5 separate regions of the Sus scrofa genome follow, and all the other regions are linked to region 1. A link is a contact called in public HiChIP or PLAC-seq data. All regions are on one chromosome and are shown on one strand. The core of a region is the stretch at or near the end of the contact, and the rest is flanking DNA. Distances in the headings are between cores, read along the strand shown.

What was found. HiChIP or PLAC-seq counts read pairs in DNA pulled down with a chosen protein or histone mark.
Region 2: a contact with region 1 is called in an H3K27ac HiChIP or PLAC-seq map of alveolar macrophages. The contact joins two enhancer-like sites. A contact is called at or near these places in 1 of 5 promoter capture datasets (fetal skeletal muscle), 1 of 47 Hi-C or Micro-C datasets (epiblast stem cells) and 1 of 2 datasets of contacts at active chromatin or transcription factors (alveolar macrophages).
Region 3: a contact with region 1 is called in an H3K27ac HiChIP or PLAC-seq map of alveolar macrophages. The contact joins two enhancer-like sites. A contact is called at or near these places in 1 of 5 promoter capture datasets (liver), 1 of 47 Hi-C or Micro-C datasets (embryonic fibroblasts) and 2 of 2 datasets of contacts at active chromatin or transcription factors (alveolar macrophages and skeletal muscle).
Region 4: a contact with region 1 is called in an H3K27ac HiChIP or PLAC-seq map of alveolar macrophages. The contact joins two enhancer-like sites. A contact is called at or near these places in 2 of 5 promoter capture datasets (fetal liver and liver), 1 of 47 Hi-C or Micro-C datasets (embryonic fibroblasts) and 2 of 2 datasets of contacts at active chromatin or transcription factors (alveolar macrophages and skeletal muscle).
Region 5: an H3K27ac HiChIP or PLAC-seq map of alveolar macrophages shows a contact between it and region 1. The contact joins two enhancer-like sites. A contact is called at or near these places in 1 of 5 promoter capture datasets (liver) and 1 of 2 datasets of contacts at active chromatin or transcription factors (alveolar macrophages).

The regions. Positions count from the first base shown.
Region 1 is chr5:60,089,649-60,092,404 of Sscrofa11.1, forward strand. The region is part of intron 4 of MANSC1 (MANSC domain-containing protein 1); the gene reads left to right. Among named protein-coding and RNA genes, the nearest start is that of MANSC1, 8.6 kb to the left of the region's middle. Within about 2 kb of position 1,338, at least 12 of the 83 cell types and tissues checked have an H3K27ac peak or open chromatin away from gene starts, as enhancers often do. A contact at or near this core is called in alveolar macrophages, where this site is marked.
Region 2 is chr5:60,551,572-60,554,327 of Sscrofa11.1, forward strand. The region is part of intron 4 of ETV6 (transcription factor ETV6); the gene reads right to left. Among named protein-coding and RNA genes, the nearest start is that of BCL2L14, 200 kb to the left of the region's middle. Within about 2 kb of position 1,375, at least 26 of the 83 cell types and tissues checked have an H3K27ac peak or open chromatin away from gene starts, as enhancers often do. A contact at or near this core is called in alveolar macrophages, where this site is marked.
Region 3 is chr5:59,715,588-59,718,343 of Sscrofa11.1, forward strand. All of the region lies in intron 1 of LOC110260737 (a long non-coding RNA gene), which reads right to left. Among named protein-coding and RNA genes, the nearest start is that of CDKN1B, 19 kb to the right of the region's middle. Within about 2 kb of position 1,379, at least 6 of the 83 cell types and tissues checked have an H3K27ac peak or open chromatin away from gene starts, as enhancers often do. A contact at or near this core is called in alveolar macrophages, where this site is marked.
Region 4 is chr5:59,794,747-59,797,502 of Sscrofa11.1, forward strand. No RefSeq gene overlaps it. Among named protein-coding and RNA genes, the nearest start is that of CREBL2, 35 kb to the right of the region's middle. Within about 2 kb of position 1,400, at least 6 of the 83 cell types and tissues checked have an H3K27ac peak or open chromatin away from gene starts, as enhancers often do. A contact at or near this core is called in alveolar macrophages, where this site is marked.
Region 5 is chr5:59,813,897-59,816,652 of Sscrofa11.1, forward strand. The region is part of intron 1 of CREBL2 (cAMP-responsive element-binding protein-like 2); the gene reads right to left. Among named protein-coding and RNA genes, the nearest start is that of CREBL2, 16 kb to the right of the region's middle. Within about 2 kb of position 1,350, at least 2 of the 83 cell types and tissues checked have an H3K27ac peak or open chromatin away from gene starts, as enhancers often do. A contact at or near this core is called in alveolar macrophages, where this site is marked.

The DNA.
Region 1 (2,756 bases), core at 88-2,587:
CACCTGGAGGAAAACTCATTTAAAAAGTATTTATTGATGGAGTTCTCGTCATGGCTCAGCGGAAACCAATCTGACTAGGAACCAGGAGGTTGTGGGTTCGATCCCTGGCCTCGATCAGTGGGTTAAGGATCTGGTGTTGCCGTGAGCTGTGATGTGGGTCACAGGTGTGGCTTGGATCCCACGTTGTTGTAGCTGTGGTGTAGGCTGGCAGCTGTAGCTCTGATTAGACCCCTAGCCTGGGAACCTCCACATGCTGCTAGTGCAGCCCTAAAAAGCAAAAAAAAAAAAAAAAAGTATTCATTGAGAATCTTCCATATGTCAAATCTGTGCAGAGCACTGGAAATATAGTCTCCGTACTTGGAAGTTACATATTTGCTCAGAATACAGAAGATAAGTAAAAATAATATGATTATTTGGATAAGTCTTGGTGAGATGTTGGCTTGTTAATTTTTCAGGAGGAAATGCTTTCAGGTGCCGAATTTCCTTTAAATTTTAGGAAGTTTTTGTTGTCAATGCCCTTAGGTATTAATACTGTTCTCTTTGTTCATTTATTCAATACGCAACAAATTTTATTTCGCATCTCCTATCCACCAATCACTTTTTACACTCTAAGAATACAAAAGTACGACACTGAGCATGAAAAACAAGGTTCTCACCTCTGAAATTGCTATTTTAGGAGAACGAGACGGTAACCTTAATAAACAATCAAAAAATAGAGTTACCAGGGCTATGAAGCTAATTGAGCTCAGACAAGATAATAGATCATCGCTGAGTGGACGTTCTGGATTAGGTGATCAATGCAACCATCTGTGAAGAGGAAACCCCTAAACTGAGATCTGAGCCAGATGTGAGAAGATTGTGGAAGGACCCTCCAGGCAGAGGGAACAGCCTATTCCAATATCCTGAGGCATAGTGGTTTTGGAAACCCTCCAATCTCAGCTGGCTGACTCATAGTGAACCATGTACAGAGTGATATGCAGGCAGTAAGAAAAGCAACCATCACATCAGCCTTTGTATGGCATAAGGCGATTTTATTTTAGGTGGGCGATGGGAAGCCATTGGAAGATTTCAGCAGGCATGTACCGTGGTGTTTTAAAGGTGATTTCTCAAAGCTCACCATGACCGCTCTATTGGGAATGGACAATGATGCAACAAGCAGCCAGGGGACAAGTGGGTAGGATGAGATCCAAGTGAAGGGAGGTGGCCTTGGGGACCAGGGATGAGGTGGAGGGAAGTAAACATTTGGGCTGTTTCCAAGTAGCAGTTGACAGGGCTTGCTGAGAGGCTTAGATGTGGGGAGCAAGGTCAAGAGACTAGCGAAGCGAGTTTGAGTTTTTGGCTAGAGCGTCTAGAGGATGACAGCGCCCTCTACTGGGGAAGATTTGCGGAGAAGCAGTTTAGGGCTGGGAGGGAGGGTGCAAGCGGGGTTCTCTGGGCCAGGATGCTGCCCAGGGCGCTGGACACGGATTCAGCTTTGTCCCCTGGCGAGGCTGTGTCTGAGTTTTGTTCATGAACCAGGAAAACCTGATGTAGCAAACATTCCCTTAAAATAGGAGCATAAAGCACGGATTGCTTGTGTAAATTCTTCCTAAACAGGGATACAAGCCCATGTATAAAATGATTGGCAGCCAAGGGACAGGGTTTCAGTTTTGCCAGATGAAAAAGTTCTGGAGATGGAGGATGGCGATGGCTGCACAACTATGTGAATATTCTCAGTGCCCGTGAACTTTACTCTTCAAAGGGGTTAAAGTGGTAGATGGTGTGTGGTATATTTTATCACAATTTTTTGTTGTTGTTTTTGTCCTTTTAGGGCCACACCCACGGCACATGGAGGCTCCCAGGCTAGGGCTCGAATCTGAGCTGTAGTGCTGGCCTACTGCCACAGCCACAGCAATGCAGAATCCAAGCCACGTCTGCGACCTACACCACAGCTCATGGCAATGTTGGATCCCCAACCCACTGAGTGAGTCCAGGGAGCGAACCAACATCCCCCTGGATGCTCGCTGGATTCGTTAACTGCTGAGCCATGACTGGAACTCCCAAAACTTTTTTAAAATCATAATTTTTTAAAAAGACCATGGCACAGAACAAATTAGGCTTCTCAGAACCTGAAATCTTACCGCGTGTGGAAAGAGTCTTGTTCTTCTCCTGCCCTTTCTGGGCTTCCTGGTGGCCGGAGTGGCTGCCCCGACTGTGGCCCCTTCACGTCTGTATATATTCTTGGCTAAAAGCATTGGGGACCTACTGTGTCATGTGGATGTAGCTTCCCACTGTTGCCCTTTTTTCATCACCCAGAACATAGCAGAGTGTGTTAGACACCCAGGGATGTAGCCAACAGGAAATGGACATCCCAGTCTGAGTTTCCAATTGGAAAGGTTTGTTTCTCCTTCAAGAGCTCCCATCAGGTGGAAGTTGGACCATCACATCCGCTTCTATGATCCCTTCTCACTGTCTTCATTGTGTCCTTTCTTCCACTGTCAGTGTGTAGTCCCCACGTGTATCATCTGTTTCGCAATTAAAGAATATTGAAGAAGTTATGGGTAATATAATCCAGTAATTCTATCTCCATAAAATCTGTACCAAAGAAACATCTATTGGTGAGAAACTGTTTATCATTTAATTAGTAGAAAAATGAAAACGGCACTTTTTAAATTCATTTAAAAGATATTAGTTTAGGAGTTCCTGTTATGGCTTGGCAGTAACAAACTGGACTGGTATCCATGAGGACTCTGGGTTTGATCCCTGGCCTGGCTCAC
Region 2 (2,756 bases), core at 125-2,624, 460 kb after region 1:
GCAACAACAACCACAAATACACATACTGATCCAAGAAGCTCAGTAAATCCCATGCAAGATAAATACAGTGAAAGCTACATCCAGGCACACAGTCAAACTGCTAAAAACCAAAGATAAAGAGAAAATCTTGAAAGCAACCAGAGGGGGGAAAAAAGGTTATACCATATACAGGGGAAAAGTTACATTAACATGGCCACCTTCTTTCTTAAACAGCTAGCAAAGAGAGAGAGAGTGTGCAAGCATACGCACTAGAAAGATAGAAATGGAGACCTATATATAGATTAAAAAATACTTAAGAGGAGTTCCCACTGTGACTCAGTGGAAACTAACCTGACTAGTAACCATGAGGATGTGGGTTTGATCCCTGGCCCTGCTCAGTGGGTTAAGGATCTGGCATTGCTGTGGCTGTGGTGTAGGCTGGCAGCTGCAGCTCTGATTGCTACCTAGCCTGTGAACTTCCATGTGCTGAGGGTGCGGCCCTAAAAAGAAAAAAGAAAGACTTAAGAGACACATCAAACCATCTGCAAAGTACAGACAGACTTGCTTGGGTTGTGATTCAAATCAACTATAAAAACTCTTATGAGACTGTTGGAAAAATGTGCACATTCATAAAATAGCTGATGATACTGAGGTGCTATTCGTTTTCAGGAGATGTGAAGGATCTCTGATTATAATTTTATAAAGGGATTTAAAGTACTCAACCTTGCAAGATACAGGTTGGGATGACAAGTACCAACTTCCTCACTTTAACCTCAGTGCAAGTAAATACTTACAGGGTACCGATTGGGCCCGTGGAATTAACTTATTTAATAGCTGCGATAATTAGTATGATAGACATGATCTGTGATCTCTCAGGGATGAGGCACGTTTTCTTTTCAGAGCTAATATGGATCAATTCTGCCCTCCACAAAAATGAATTTATCTTTTGTCCATGGTTCACGTCTCATTTGTCACCGAATATGATCACGGGAAGCCATATTTAAGACAGCTGCATTTTGAAGTTTCATATATTTTCTTCTAAATGCCATTTACAGAACGTCTCCCTTTCATTAAACTTATTCAGGTTTAAAAACACTCAAGGATGATGAAGACGATGTATTTCAAAATCCCATTTCCCGAATCCATTTCCTGTCTTACAAATTTCCAAACGGACACAGGCGGTGGCCAGTCGTCTGGTTACCTGCAGGCTTTCTTTGATGTCCTGGGTTTCAAGGCTCAGTGGATGGGTGTGCACTCAGGACAAGCCTTAGGAAGTCGGGGAGGGCTGCGAGAGGAAGAACTTTCATGCTAAGGGGAAAAGAGGAACTGATGTAATGTCCTGGAGAAATTTCACTCTCTGTTCCTGCCTAGATTTTGGGAACAATGACGGAGGGAGATAGTGCTCTGGACAATCCAGCTCAGATCTTACTTCTGACTCAGGATCTGGGCAGGAACAGGACTCGGAGGAGCTTGATTTATTTATTTCTCGGCAGACACCACTGAAAGAGGAAGTACTTGATGAAGCTGATAACATTAATGGCAGAGAACTGGATCTAAGGGTATTTAATTCCAGGCTCCTGGTGGTCTGGGCACAACCACTGTCAAGGCCGAAAGGTCTGCCTTGAGCCCTTCCAAGCTTTGTTTCAGGTTGCAAAGCACGTGCCCACGTTTGGAGTGGATTCTGACGTTGCTGCCCTGCTGCCTCTGTTATTATAAGTTGGCAGCGGGGTATGGAAACTTATGAGACCAGAGGCGGCAGGCAGAGAAGCTCCGGACACAGGAAGTGCACTGAGAGGACAGTGGGTGCATTAAATCCCCCAGATGTAGGAGTCTTCTGTCTAAAACAAGAAGTTTTTTTTTTTTTTTTCGGTCTGGCCTTGATGTCTGGGTTTGTTCTTGGTGAACGGCCCAGCTGGAAAACTGGGAAATAATCCACATTGCCCTTGGTCTGAAGGTCTTGATATGGGAGAGAAACACACAAGGAAGAGAGAGGAAAAGCCGCAAGTAATCGGTCAGTGGGAAGACCCAGGTCTGGTTGGGACCTCATTCTGAAAGTACTTTCTGATCCCAAACCCTTCTCTCTGTAGACCTCTTCTAGATACAAACCAGCCCTTCTTCTCACTACCAAAGAGTCCCCCACAAATTAGGACTGTGAATGTGATGGTCACAAAAAAGGGCTGATTTCTTTTCTCAGCTTCTTTTCTCATTAGAAAAGTGTCTCCAAAATTCACCCACATTTGACCCAATTGGAGCTCCCGTTGTGGCGGAGCAGACATATCCGACTAGTATCCATGAGGATGTGGGTTCGATCCCTGGCCTTGCTCAGTGGGTCGGAGATCTGGTGTTGCCATGAGCTATGGTGTAGGTCACAGATGTGGCTCAGATCCTGCGTTGCTGTGGCTGGGGTGTAGGCCGGCAGCTGCAGCTCTGATTCCACTCCTAACCTGAGAACTTCTCTTTGCCACAGGTGCAGCCCTAAATAGTCAAAAGCAAAAAAAAAATTTTTTTTTTGGACCCAATTTAATCACAATATATAATGATTAACTAGTAGACCCTAAAAAACAAAACTCTGCCTTTGGTTAAAGTCTTGGGGTTTGACTAGGAAATTTCCAGGGCAGAGCACAGGCTAAGATCAAGTTTCTCTCACACCCCAGGATCACATTTCCCCATTCATGCTTTCTCTAAGCCCATGGATGATGATAAGAGAAGTTAGGGAGATGAAAGTGGTGGGGGGGGAGCAGGTAATTCTCACTCATCATCCTCAGTGATCCATATGC
Region 3 (2,756 bases), core at 129-2,628, 370 kb before region 1:
CTAGGTCCTTAACTGCTAAGCCACCAGGGAATGCCCCAAACTTCTAATTTATACAGATTTATTCTGTTAAGGGAGTATATTTCCAATAAAAGATACTGTATTATGCTGAGGGAGAGATTTCAAATAAGTACAAGGCAATGTCTAACAAATGGAAACTTAAGGCATCCATGAAAAATACTCAACACTATCAAGCAGCATAGAAATGCCAAGGTCAGGAGGCATTTTAGAGAAGAATAAAAGCCTACAAATGTCTTTTGGTAAATCTGTGAGTCAAGTGATTTGTTAGTGCCCTAATAAGGCATAAACAGAAGAAATAAGGTGAGTAGAAGAAAGTTTACCCAGGACTGGTCAAGAGAAGCTGCCTCGTGGCCATGCTGATGGGCCTGGGTTCTCTGTGTGCAGCAGAGAGGAGTGGGGGCCTTAGAAAAGCAGGTGAAATGTTGTTCCCATTGTGGTTCTGTGGGTTAAGGACGGGACAGAGTCTCCATGAGGATGCAAGTTCGATCCCTGGCCTCACTTAGTGGGTTAAAGATCCAGCATTGCCACATGCTGCAGTGTGGGTCACAGGCTCTGATCTCGCATTGCTGTGGCTGTAGCATAGGCCAGCAGCTGCAACTCCCTTTTGACCCCTAGTCTGGGAATTTCCATATGCTGAGGGTGCAGCCAAAAAAGACCAAAAAAAAAAAAAAAATTGTAGAGAGGAAAAGCAAGAAACAGAATTAGCATGTCCCAGGTGTCACCCAGAGCCTGACACTTATTGTTGACAAACAAAAAGTCTCACAGATACATTCCCCTTTCTCCTCCCATGTAACCACCGCTTCGGTTCTGCAGCCTCAGGTCTCCCATTCACCAAATCGTCTATTCCCACGGTGCCTGTTCCAGAATCCATCACTAGATGCTAATGGGATTCACAGCTCTTCTTGAGTACCTAACCCAAGCCTGGGGCCCAGGCTTCACCAGCCAGGTGAAGATACGCTAGAGATAAGGGTTTTGTTCCCTCCTTCTCACTTTCCATCAGGAGCTCTTTCTTTTGAGCAAAGATTTGCTGTATTTTATTTTGCTGGCAGAGAGGAGGAAGGGAGGTGGAGGGCAAAAGATAGAAAGGAAACAAAGGAGCTAAGATGCAGTAGGTATTTGGGGGCTGGTTTTGGCTGGAGCTGATTCTTAGAGCTATTGTGTTTGAGAAATATGAAAGACTACCACCAAAGACTGAAACAGAAACACCTGTGATTGGGGCTGGGCATTACAGGTCCCCTAGACCAGTTCCAAAAGAATCTGAGTTGTTAGCTGAAATGATGAACAAACTGTGAACGATCCGTTTGCCCACACCAGTAAAAACTTAAGGGAAGCACATCAACTCTTAATCGCTATACAGGTTTAGCCAGCAGAGGGCGCCCTCTTACTAATCTTCAATTAAAAAATCCTCGCGGGTTGTCCGTTTTTACTACCTCTCTTTTGAAGTCTCTTTCCAAAACCAAATATGTAAATAATGAATCCTTTAGCCAGAGTATTTGCGAACATTGAATCCAGCTGTTCAGTTTTTTGAAGAAAATGTTTCCATATTCACTCCTGAGTTGTTCTTAGCTTAGAAACTTCACACCACCTGAACTCGCCAAGGGCAAAATATGGACTGGGCCTTAAAAAACACAAGCAACCAGTTCCTTCTGACAATGAAGACAATACTAGCTGACCCCAGGGTAGCTGGGGAGAGAGGGAATTGGTCCTCGGAGTTAGCATAGGACTTGCCTGGGTGCTCCTTCCAAACCTGAAATCAATCAGTTATGATCAGCATCTGCTCTCACAGTCCAAAGACCTCACATCCCTTTCACTTACTAAGGGCTAAGTTTTAAAACTTCCTTTTTCTTTTTTTTTCACACGGCCGCACCTGTGGCATATGGATGTTTCCAGGCGAGGGGTCCAATCAGAGCTGGAGCTGCTGGCCTCCACCACAGCCCCAGCAATGCTGGATCTGAGTGACATCTGCAATGCTGAAGCTTGTGACGACACCAGATCCTTAACCCACTGAGCAAGGCCAGGGATAGAACCAGCATCATCATGGAGACTGTCTCAGGTTCTTAACCTGCTGAGCCACAATGGGAACTCCCTTAAAACATGTTTTATATTGTGTATGTTGAGCAGCATGGCAAAGAAATTCAAAGGTGTGAGTCTGGACTTTCTTTCCCACACCTTATCTGAAGGATCCCAGTGTAAGACTAGGGATTTTGACAAGTCAGAATGGCCATCATTCATAAATCCACAAATAACAAGTGCTGGAGGGGCTGTGGAGAAAAGGGAACCCTCCTGCACTGTTGGTGGGAATGTAAACTGGTACAGCCACTATGGAGAACAGTTTGGAGATACCTTAGAAATCTATACATAGACCTTCCATATGACCCTGCAATCCCACTCTTGGGCATCTATCCGGACAAAGCTCTACTTAAAAGAGACACATGCACCCGCATGTTCATTGCAGCACTATTCACAATAGCCAGGACATGGAAACAATCCAAATGTCCATCGACAGAGGATTGGATTCGGAAGATGTGGTATATATACACGATGGAATACTACTCAGCCATAAAAAAGGATGACATCATGCCATTTGCAGCAACATGGATGGAACTAGAGAATCTCATACTGAGTGAAATGAGCCAGAAAGACAAAGACAAATACCATATGATATCACTTATAACTGGAATCTAATATCCAGCACAAATGAACATCTCCTCAGAAAAGAAAATCATGGACTTGGAGAA
Region 4 (2,756 bases), core at 150-2,649, 290 kb before region 1:
ATGACCAATGATAATTCAACTATATTTTCCCAGCATGTTGATAATTCACATTTTTTTTTTTTAGTTTAGTTTAATATTTAGGATTCCTGCTGTCTTACTTGATTTTGAACTTGGAGGAAACTTGATGTAATGCACAGACTGGTGACGATTTGCTTAAGTCTTAGCAATACAAGAATACAATTCACTGTAACTCACACTTACCTGCTGAGCACCAGAGTTAGGTCCCAGGGAGGCAGGCTGCTGGAGGGGAATAAGAAAACGACTCCAATCTTCTTATTAGGCACACAGTGAGGTGCATCCTAATGTGGATTCATGTAGCCTCCAAACAGGAGTTCAAGAAAGGTAATGGGGAGTTCCTGCTGTTGGCACAGTGGGTTGATGCTCTGGCTTGTCTCTTTGGGGACACTGGTTTGATTCCCAGCTGGGCACAGTGAGTTAAGGATCCAGTGTTGCTGCAGCAAGCCTCAGATTCAGTCCCTGGCCTGGGAATTTCCATGTGCCATGGAAGCGGCCAAAAAAGAAAAACAAGCTAACAGTGGGGAGCAGGGTTCAGAGGAGAGCAACTACCCTACCTAGCTCTAGATGCCCCTAGATCTTCAGAGGAGGGCATAGGCATGCAGCCTTTGAGGTGGCATTTGAATTTTCCCTTTTCTAATCTTCAGCGAAAAATGCTGATCCCACCAGCCTGTTGCTCAAAGCTCATCAGCACATCCTTTTGGATGCACTTCCCCATGGACCTTCCATCACAGGTCTCCCCAAGATGCCTGGAGCTGATGCCTGGGCCAGAGCTCTCAGCAAGGACTACATTACCCCCAGGGTCCTCCCCCAAGCTTGTGGGGAGCAGTCATTTGCCAGATAAGGGTGGCAATTTGCCTCTTCTGGTGGACACAGGGCTTTGCTTCACCTCCCCGCACCGTCTGCCTCCCCAGTCTTGCTGCCACCTGCCAGACTCACTTTGAAGCAACAGAAGCAAGTTGTGTTGGAGTTGCTGGGCCAGGACCAGCTCAAGGTTACGCTCTTCTCTAAGAACCATGTGTAAAAGAAGCAAAGAATTAGACTGAGAAGGGCAAGAGGCGAGATGCTGGGAGACCTAACCCAAGCAAACCCCTCATTGTTTGGTAGAGGAAATTAAGTCCAAGAGGTCATATTAGGGGGTCACATAAAATGCCTTCTACCAACCAGTCCAGCATTCTTTAACTCTGTCATTCTGCTGGTTGCGGCATGATTCATTGATTGGAGGGTAAAGAAAAATCCTCACTGTGTTCAGAAGAATTTGAAGAGAATAAACCTTTCCCCACTGTTCAGTGAACTTGCTGATTCCTCTGGAACAGAGACAGCCTTAGAGGGCTGTGACGTGAGAGCCATGGAAACAGACTTCGTCCAGCTGTTCGCAGAGCGACCGCGTGGTGGCACTGTGGCCAGCAGGCAGAGTCCATCTGTTCATACCTGAGGTTTCCAGGAGGTCTTGTCTCATAGCAACAAGATAGTGGAAATCGCTGAGCACCAGAAGCAGCTATGGACTAAGGAATCAGTGTGTTCAGAACACCAATCATCTGGAGTTCTCTTGCGGTGCAGCGGGTTAAGGATCCCGCATTGTCATTGCAGCAGCTTGGGTCACTGCTATGGTTCCTTGGCCCAGGAACTTCCACATGCTGTGGGTGTGACCAAAACCAAAACAAAACATAAAGCATCTGAACATCAGAAAAAATTCCAAATAACAAACACCCTTTAGAGGCATGAAATCACTAGTCAAAATATTATTTTAAACCCATTTTACAAATGGTAGGATTTTCCCAAAACCCCAACATGTCACCAAACTCACAGTTGTGCCATCCACACTTACCAGGGCCTCTCTTTTCTCCATTTATTATTTGACTCTGAGAATTCATGGACTTTCCATAGCAGTGTAATTTAGACTTTGCCTAAAGGTTCCTGTGTTCTGGTAAACAGACAGTTACGTTTATTTTAGGTTAAATTCATTTTTGGCCCATCTCATTTCCATCAGACCCTCTAATTTTTGAGACCCTTTAATCTGGGCCATTCTGAACTTTTTGCTCAGCTGAACACTTATGTTCAAAAGCTCTGTCTTCATTCTCAGAAGAAGCCTCTTATTATTACTATTATCATTATTATTTTAATTGAAGGATAGTCGAGTTACAATGTTGTGTTAGTTTCAGATATACAGCAAAGAGCTTCAGATATATATTCTTTTTCAGATTCTTTTCCCATCTAGGTTATTGTAGAACATCGAGTTCAGTTCTCTGTGCTCTACAGTAGGGCCTTCGTGGTTAACTACTTTATATATAGTAGTGTGCATGTGTTAATCCCAAACTCCTAATTTATCCCTCCCACTCCTTTCCCATTTGGTAACCATGCATTTATTTTCTGTGTGAGCCTGTTTCTGTTTTGTAAATAATTTCATTCGTTTCTTTTTTTTAGGTTCTTCATATAAACAATTTCACATATTTATCTTTTTCTGTCTGACTTACTAGAATAAGCCTCTTTAAAAATATTGCTTTAGGAGTTCCCGTTGTGGTTCAGTGGTTAATGAACCTAACTAGTATTCATGAGGGTGGGTGTTTGATCCCTGGCCTCGCTCAGTGGGTTAAGGATCTGGTGTTGCCATGAGCTGTGGTGTAGGTCACAGATGCAGCTCCAATCCTGTGTTGCTGTGGCTGTGACATAGGCTGGCAGCTGCAGCTCTGATTCGACCCCTAGCCTGGGATTTCCATATGCAGCAGGTGTGGCCCTAAAAA
Region 5 (2,756 bases), core at 100-2,599, 280 kb before region 1:
TAAGGGGGTTCTGAAATGAGATCGAATACTCTGAGGCTCTGAGAAAATATCTTTTCTTTACACCACCATCTTAAACGCTAGCTACTTGAGTACTATTCCCAAATTAGTTGCAACTTTTCAAAAACTGGTATTTTAAAGCTTTCCTATTCTGCATCATCACATTTCCCCCCCAAATAATAATATACACCTCAAGAAACTTTTCTTCAGAGTCGAATATATAATTAGCAATTGTAGGATGACTAGTGGACCAAATATTACCATGGACTAAATTTTAAATTATCCTTACATTACATCAACTGTAAAATTGTAATAAAATATTTTGAAATCACCCTACATTAGAATAAAGTGTATTTGCTACTGACGTAGTTTTTAAGAAGCACTATATTTACCTAACCTGCATCAGGGAAGAATCCTTATCTCTGGCTTGGTTTCCACATAGTTTTTGTGAAACTAAATTCCACTTTCAAAAAATCGTAAGGACAAGCAACTGTCAAACCAGACTGAAATTTAATAAGATTTCTTGTCACCTTAACTACATGACAGATCTCTTGTCCCAGTTCCTTTCTTCAAAAAAACCTTATGTGGAAAGGGAAAGGCCAGAAATTTCTTTGGCAAACAATTCCATCCCTAGCAATCTGTGTGTGACTGCGCTGCTTCAAGTACAGTCATGTCTAAACTCATGTCTATAGTGAAATAAACAGTAATCACATCTATTCTTTAGGCATTAAAATGAGTCATCAATCACACCCTGCTATAATCTAATATCTCATATACTGCTGCTTTTAATTAATTCAGGAATGGAATTCAGGAATGGCTGCCTTTCAGAAGCCAGTGAGAGGACACAGTGTACTTCAAAGATTTCATTGATTTTTTTATACAAACCTAGCATAGTCATAAAAATCAAATAAAAGTTATAACCCTTTGTTTAGTTTTCATGGTAGCAAAATACTTAAATTGGAAGTGTTTTATTACTTTTTTTTTAAAGTAGGAAGGCAACCCAGGGCTCTTTCATTTTATGTCATCTGTAAAATTACATTTAAAACCACCACTACTCTAGCTTAATATTTCCTCAGTAATAAACTGAATTTTTGGCTTCTGGTGCTAGCTAAAATCTGATTAGTGTACCGGTTTCCAAGAGTCAAGCACATCACAGCATTTCTGTAAATCTTAGGTAAAATAATGTATGAAAGCACTTTGTAAAAAGAAAGAGAGTATTATACAAATGTAGCTTAGTATACTAAGTTGTCCTAACAAATGAATTTTATATATTTCATAAGCCATAAAGACTGGGGGACAGATAAGGGAAGTTAATTAGAAATTAAGAACCAGAAACTAAAACTGAAATCAACCTCACAAATTCCTTAAAGATCTCTGAGCCACAAGTTAAGTCTTACCAGTGTTTCTTAAAATTTTCACAAACTCGGTAATAACCACATTTTCTTTTTCACCCCCCCCCCCCGCTCTCCTATGTCTTCTGTGAGGAAGCACATTATTGTAGCTAAAGAAAAGTACTGATTTTTATGCACCAACACAAACTCCAAAGAAAACTATGAAAATAACCCCCAAATTTATTTTCTGTTCTAATTTTATTTCTCCTGACATAAAGCGATATGAAATTTTAAACAGCTATTTTTACAACAATGTACCTCTTTATTGGCTATCCATGTTACCTCCTGTTCCTCCCCAAAACACACTTGTGAGCTGGGGACCAAAGGTACAAAGGGAAACACAAGGCCTGTCCACCTAACCCCAACTGCTAAGAAAAGAAACCTGCCAGCCATTGATTTTGTCTTGCCCTGCACAGAGAACGTACTTCACAAAGGTAGGATATTAGAGATGTTAGATTTCAGTAGGGCCTCTGTAATACTAAGTCTGTCTTCATTAGATATTAAAAATGTTAAAGTCTATTTATCATAAGCAAGTAAGAATGAAAATCTACTTTTCTGCTAACTTTTTTAACACTTTCTCCTTTGAAATAAGTTAAAAACTACAGATCATGATTTTCAGAAAGTAAGCACCAGGGACTTGGTCACATATATTTTATCTTAGTACACAATAAGTATTTAATAAATATGACAGATTAAAAAAAAGACATTCCTAAATAACCAATGAGTCATAGAAGAGCTCATAAGGGAAATTTAAAAAATACTTTAAGATGAAGGAAAAGGAAAACATACCAAAACTTTATGAGATAAAGCTAAAGCAGTGCCCAGGAGCTATAAACATCTAAATAAAGAAAGAAGTAATATTTTAAAACCAATAACCTAATTTTCTACTTTAAGAAACTAGGGGAAAAAAGAGCAAATTAAACCCAAAGCAAGTAGATGAAAGAAATAATATTAGAGTAGAGATAAATGAAACAGAGACTAGAAAAACAACAGGAAAAAAAAAAAAACACCACCTGGTTCTTCTGAGAGACCAAAAAAATTGACAAACTTTCACCTAGACTGACCAAGAGAAAACATTCAAAACTCTAAAATCAAGACTGAGAGAGAAGTCATCACTATTAACTTCACCAAAGTAAAAATGGTTATATGGGAATACTATGAAAAATTACATGCCCCAAAACTAGATAACGTGGTTGAAATTGACAAATTTCTGGAAAGTCACAAAGTAGTAAGACTGACTCAAGAAGAAATAGAAAATCTAAAAGGACCTATAACAAAGAAACTGGAAAAGTAATTAAAAATTTTTTCATAGAGAAAGTCAGGGTCCAGGTGACTCCAAACATTTGAAGAATTCTCCAAACATTTGAA